Linked DNA regions of Danio rerio: region 1 is linked to region 2. The links are chromatin contacts, called in public Hi-C maps. All regions are on one chromosome and are shown on one strand. Each heading gives the region's core, a stretch centred on a gene start, on an enhancer-like site or on the middle of the called end of the contact. The rest is flanking DNA. Distances are from core to core; before and after follow the strand shown.

Evidence for each region. Hi-C and Micro-C count contacts between places; a contact is called where the count stands out from the background.
Region 1: a Hi-C map of an unstated tissue shows a contact between it and region 2, with 4 times the contacts expected there. The contact joins two enhancer-like sites. A contact is called at or near these places in 6 of 18 Hi-C or Micro-C datasets (caudal fin, embryo, hematopoietic stem cells and 2 more) and 1 of 4 datasets of contacts at active chromatin or transcription factors (caudal fin).

What each region holds. Positions count from the first base shown.
Region 1 is chr14:39,077,874-39,080,642 of GRCz12tu, reverse strand. It overlaps a transcript of gria1a not described here. Among named protein-coding and RNA genes, the nearest start is that of tmsb2, 12 kb to the left of the region's middle. Within about 2 kb of position 1,507, at least 4 of the 62 cell types and tissues checked have an H3K27ac peak or open chromatin away from gene starts, as enhancers often do.
Region 2 is chr14:38,657,416-38,660,410 of GRCz12tu, reverse strand. lonrf4 (LON peptidase N-terminal domain and ring finger 4) reads right to left here. Exons shown (of 12, transcript XR_011006238.2): 7 at 2,702-2,816; 8 at 1,160-1,281; 9 at 789-947. It also overlaps a transcript of itk not described here. Among named protein-coding and RNA genes, the nearest start is that of lonrf4, 14 kb to the right of the region's middle. Within about 2 kb of position 1,385, at least 5 of the 62 cell types and tissues checked have an H3K27ac peak or open chromatin away from gene starts, as enhancers often do.

The DNA of each region.
Region 1 (2,769 bases), core at 258-2,757, 420 kb before region 2:
CAAAATCATATTCCAAATTAGTTTTCTGCCACATATCGTTACATCGTGTTGGTTCTGCCATGCGGGACCGTCCAGTGATAAATCTTTGACACGCACGCGAATCAGCCCTTTGCCAGTAAACACGTCAGCCAATCCAGCAGAGCACAGCGTCACCAGTCATCCTCCACTGCACTCTCTGTTAAACTCAGTCTTGTGTGGCCATGTGGTTTGCCACCACACTTTCTCTAGAAGAAAAAATATTATAGGAAATAAAAAATTGATTGCTCTGTTAAACATCATTCAAAAAAAGAAATTAAATTCACTGGAGGGCTGAAGTTAGTTACGAATTGCCGTGAGATTGCGTTGGTTAAAACCAGTCTATTAATTGGGCTGTAATGTTTATGGCCATTATTAATAGTTTTACAAATGTAGGATAAGCGAATGGGTTAATTTCTTTAAATCTGATGACCGAGGCCTAGAAAACACATGCAAAAAGCAAAATACTAACGAACTGAAAAAATTTCAGTTTGACCATGAACTTACAACAAATGCAAAAAAGCAATGCACTGCAAGTTAAGAAAATGCATGTAGAACAGCGGGCTGCTTCCTGTTTAGAGTCAGTTTTGTATTTGGTGATCTGAGAGGTGTTTTTTTTTTTACATTTATACATTTTAGCCCTAATAGTTTGACGAATTGCAAAATATCTTTAAATAAACTGCCACCTCTATAGGAAGTAGCCTGGTTTGTCAGTTTTTGGGGTCCTCTTAGATACTTGTGGTCTGTGCTATATGCTGTGCTTTTATTTGCTTGTGTTATCAAATTAATCAAAATCTTTTCTAATTTTTTTTATGCATGTGTTTTACTAGCTTTCAGTGTGTTTGAGCTCTCTTGGCTATCAGGGATAGTTTACCCAAAAATGAAAATTCTCATCATGTAATCACTCAACACTTTTTCTAAACAGTAAAGATGTTTGCAATTTTTTTTTTTTGCAACCGCTGACTTAATTTTTTTCTATAAAACTAACCCATTAGCATAAACTGTTTTATTGCTAACAATATATCATCTTTTGCAGAAGAAAGACACACACAATGCTTTGGAATAACTTGAGGCCTAGTAAATGATAACAGATTTGTTTAAACACATTTTTATAAGTAGTATTTATAAGTGCTGTTGATTGAGCTCAAATTCTTAAATATACACACTGTAAAAAAATCAAATGATCAATTACGCAAGCTGTTTTGAATCAGTTTAACATAATATAAGTTCAATGGACTCATAAGGTTAATTTAATTCAGCTTAAAAATGTAAGGCAACCAGGATTTTTTAAAAAGTGCATTTAATTGCAAATACAGCATGTTACATGGCTTTTAAAGAAACTGCAGCAGATCTTATCGAATAGTTGCTTTTTAAAACCAGTGGGACACACTGCAAGTGGTGCGTAGTTTCTTTCTGCAGAAGTGGACACACATTCCTCATGTTCCACCCAGATTTGAGTTTATCTGGCCTAACCAGCCTGCGAGCACAGACAGAGATAAAGAGGAGGGATGGGAGAAGAGAAGAACAGGGAAGACTATACACCTGTACATGGAGAACACACACTCTCAAGGCGCCTTATCAGGTTCAGACAAAAACTACTATCTGGAACATCGGTGTACACTGCTCATTTATTTTAGGGTAGTGAAAGAGGGAGACAGATAAACCAAGCAGAGAGAGAGAGAGAGTGAGTGAGACAGGGAGTGAAAAGTGGGGTTCGTTGGCATATTCTGTGTCAAAGTGCTCCTGTCTGCAAAAAAAAAGAGATCGCTAAATAAAGATTGAAGACGAATGTGGGAAAAGAGGAAGGCTTTGTTATGTCAGTTGTTCTCTAGTGTTTCTATAAAAATCCACATAGTAATGTTGCGATGTAAAAACAAACCAAAGAATGAATTGTTTATGTAGACCTATTTACGTTATTTTTTTCTGTTGCAAATCTAATGCTGCTCACTAAACTGCCGATGAATGTTTACACTATTTTTGCTGACATATTAATTTTTTTATGACCATTCAGCAGAGGATTTATGAATTAAGAATTACTGGCTTGAAAAAAGTGTTGCATGCAGATCTGTTGCAAACAATTTATTTGTGTTGAATTTAAACAAACAAATAAAGTTTAATAATGTTCAACTTAATTTGTTTGTTTAAATTCAACACAAATAAATTTTTTTTTCAGTATGTGTTTATGCATGTGTGTAGAGTTATGGTTATTGGTTTATATATTGCATAAGTCTTTGTTAATTTGCACAGAGGCTTTAAGTTGTATACTTTATTGATAATAATTAACAGAAATGATTAAACGTAATTTGAATTATGCCAAGATTTAAAAAATTAAGTACTTGTAATTATTTTAAAATACTCATAATCAAATGATAGTATTAAATAAGACAAGTTTTGCCTTTATAAATTGTTAATACAACAGTAAATGTGTATTTTAATAATCATTCATTCATTCATTCATTCATTCATTCATTTTCCTTCGGCTTAGTCTCTACTTCAGAGGTCCTGCTTCGGTTCCAAGATCGGATGTGATTGGGCGTGCTCAGGGTGGAGTGGCTGTGTATTTTAATTTATTTCATACAATATGTATTTTACAAATCCACTTTCAGGCCAAAATTGAAGCTAAATATCTGAACAAATTATTATCCAAATTTGAAGTTAAAATCTCCAAAAATTAGCTTACAGTATTATTTTGTTTGAATGCAGTACCAAAAATCACCACCAGATGACATCCAGTTTCCATTGGTGACTATATAA
Region 2 (2,995 bases), core at 136-2,635:
CAGTAAAATGTGTGCTAATGTTGCATTAGTAGCGAAATGAAAGTGTTGACCGTGCATTTATTTTGTACTAAAATTAGTTATTGATAGGCCCACACAGAAGCTGAGCAATTACTGAGAGAATTCGCAGATTTTTAGCCCATCATTGATTCTGTTTTACTTGAGTTAATGTGTGTAATTTATAAGTATTCAGTTTTTAAATACATTTCTGTAATATCATTGACTAATATGAAAATATTTGTATGATTTATTCACAATATAGTTTGTAAAGTAATATTTTCAGTCTTTTAGTAGATATATTATATGAGAGACTTGCTTTGTTTACCAAATAAGGTGCATCTAATTAGATTTGCATTGTGAACATCAAATACAAGTTAAAAGGTATTACTTTTTACTTCATAAATTAAGGTTTCAGTTATGATACTCCTAAAATTATTCCGCATAAATCTGCAGATTTTTAACAAAACTCTGCACAGAAATGCAAAAAATGTCCGCAGATTCCGTCTGGTCCTAGTCATTGGTAATGTTGCAATGTTTTTGCAACTTGTTATGGGCTGTCAAGCTGCATGTGTATATATATTTTCCTGCAAATACATCGCAAATTGTGGCATGTTGCACTTGCGTCTTGACGTTAACTCGACATTGATAACATAAAAGTCGACTTCCAAAAATCTAAAGTCGTTCAACCCCTAGATTATATAAACAGTTTAAGACCTAAAAGCCTAAAACATTTTATAACACCAGTAAGGCTGCAGAAGCTAGCATATCCTTAAAATGAAAGATCATTTTACCCTTTGCCATGCTCATAGCTGCACATGCCGAACTTCTTTGTTCCCGTCTCCATACATCTGCGCATCATCAGACGGTAACGAGGCTCAAAGATGTGCAGCGGGCATGGGATGCCAGGGTATGCCACCGTGCACACAAATATCGGGATATCCTTGGTCAAACTAAAGATAAAACATGAGCAACTTAATAATAATTCAACTTTTGCAAAACTTCACACAGTAAATCAAAGGTCTTTTGGACTGTTAAGTTTTTGCAAATGTTAAGACTGCAAATACCACAGCTCTTCCAGTTCTCATCAGCAATGGAAATTCGGCTGATTGCAAAACGTGATTTGCAATATTCAGTTTTCGTTATCGCTGAGGAAGGCACTCACTTTGAGAGCTCTGCCATCTCCGCTTCGTGCACCTGTTTCCTCTCTGCCAACTGCTGAGGGAAGAGGCGAGACATGATCTCCTGCAGCAGCACCGTGGGGTTGTACTTCCTGTTCTTAAAATACTGGAAACAGGAAGATAGTTGGTGAGAAAATGTAATGTGGTTTGCTGTTTTATTTGTTTATTTAGTGTCACTTATTTGTGATTGAGTTGAATTAGAAGGATCATGCTACTAAGGCTTAACCTGTAGGTGTAAATTATGTAACTTTTAAATTGTTCCCTTGTTGTAATGTTTTAAAGGGTTGTGTTTACATATCCAAGATTAAATCCATCACTTCAGGCAGGCCAGAACTGTTTTGTCCTTAGAGTAACTATTTTCTTAAAGTGGAATATGGGATGGGCAGTCAAGTTTTGGATACTGAATGTCTATCCTAATGCCACAGAACATATTATGTGCACATGTAGTTTACAAAATGTTACATTGACGTTGTTCCATGAATTACTATGTAAAAAATGCTGGGTCCAAACAATCGATGAAAGAATTAAGTTACTTCTTAGCTTTTACAAATTTAAGTAGATTAAACATAAAAAAAATTTGGGAGACATCTTAATTGTTTTATTTCGGCTCAATTGAAATAAGTAGCTTGAACAAACAGCAAATGTCTTTTTTTGAGTGTCACCTTGTTTGCTTTAGTGCTTTTTCACTTTAAATAGTATTTTAGAATAAGGCATGCATATATTTTGCATGCATTTTCTTCCTTGCACAACCAATTGTGTAATGGTCATATGAGACGAATCAGAGCAATTGTGGACAGCCATGCCTTCATTTTCAATAGTCTGCCTTTCAGTCCATCTATGCTTAAACAGAACACCAGCATTTACAAGCTAAAACTGGTTCTTTAGTGTTTTAAAAATGTTCAGTTTTCATGGACTGAGGAGTGGTGTGGATGTAAGGTATAACCGGAACAAATCCTATGCATTTTAAAACAAAAACGCATGTGTAAACAGCACCTGAGACACTTTGAGCAATTTTTTGAGGTGCAATATAGTTCAGAAGCTTGCACTGTTTCTTTCAGCATACCGGGTGTTCATTCTTGCTTTTATATTGATATAACTTCAGTAAATCACTTGCTGGCCAAAGAACAAATGGCAAAGGTTCCAACTTCACTAAATTCAACGTGAACTTCACTTGCTCAATATGAAATTGAATTGTGGGTGAATGGTAATTTTTTTTACATGACATGATTGGCAAGAAATTAGCAATTTTTTACATGCAAACAAGTCTGCAACAAGTGAAGAATTGTTTGGCAAATGTGGAATAATTTTGTTTAAAACTCAGGACACTGTAAATATAGGTTGAATACAGGACTCTGTCACAGAGACAGGGACATCTGGTCACAGAGACTTTGATTTTGACTTGAAATTTAGACATTCACAAATATGTTTACTGTATGCTAAAATGTAATATCTGAAAACAGCATAATGGGGCATTTTATTATTATTATTTTATGTATTAGAAACGTGCATATTATCAACAGTAGTACCTCCTGCAGTGGTTGTTTGCAGAGTGGACAGCGTAGATTATGGTCCAGACTTCTCTCAATGCAGTTTTTGCAGAAGGTGTGCCCACAGGGTGTTGTCACCGGCTCATAAAATAACCTTAAATCCATTAAACAAGTCATTAGCACAGGCAAGAAGCAAGGCAGTTAACAAAAAAAATTCTTTATGGAAAACCTGTTCTACTTTACTAAACTGATTAAGATCACAAAAAAATTAAGGCATTATATTGACATGAGCCCAAAACATGAAAGCTTTGTAATTTGCTGTATATACTAGTT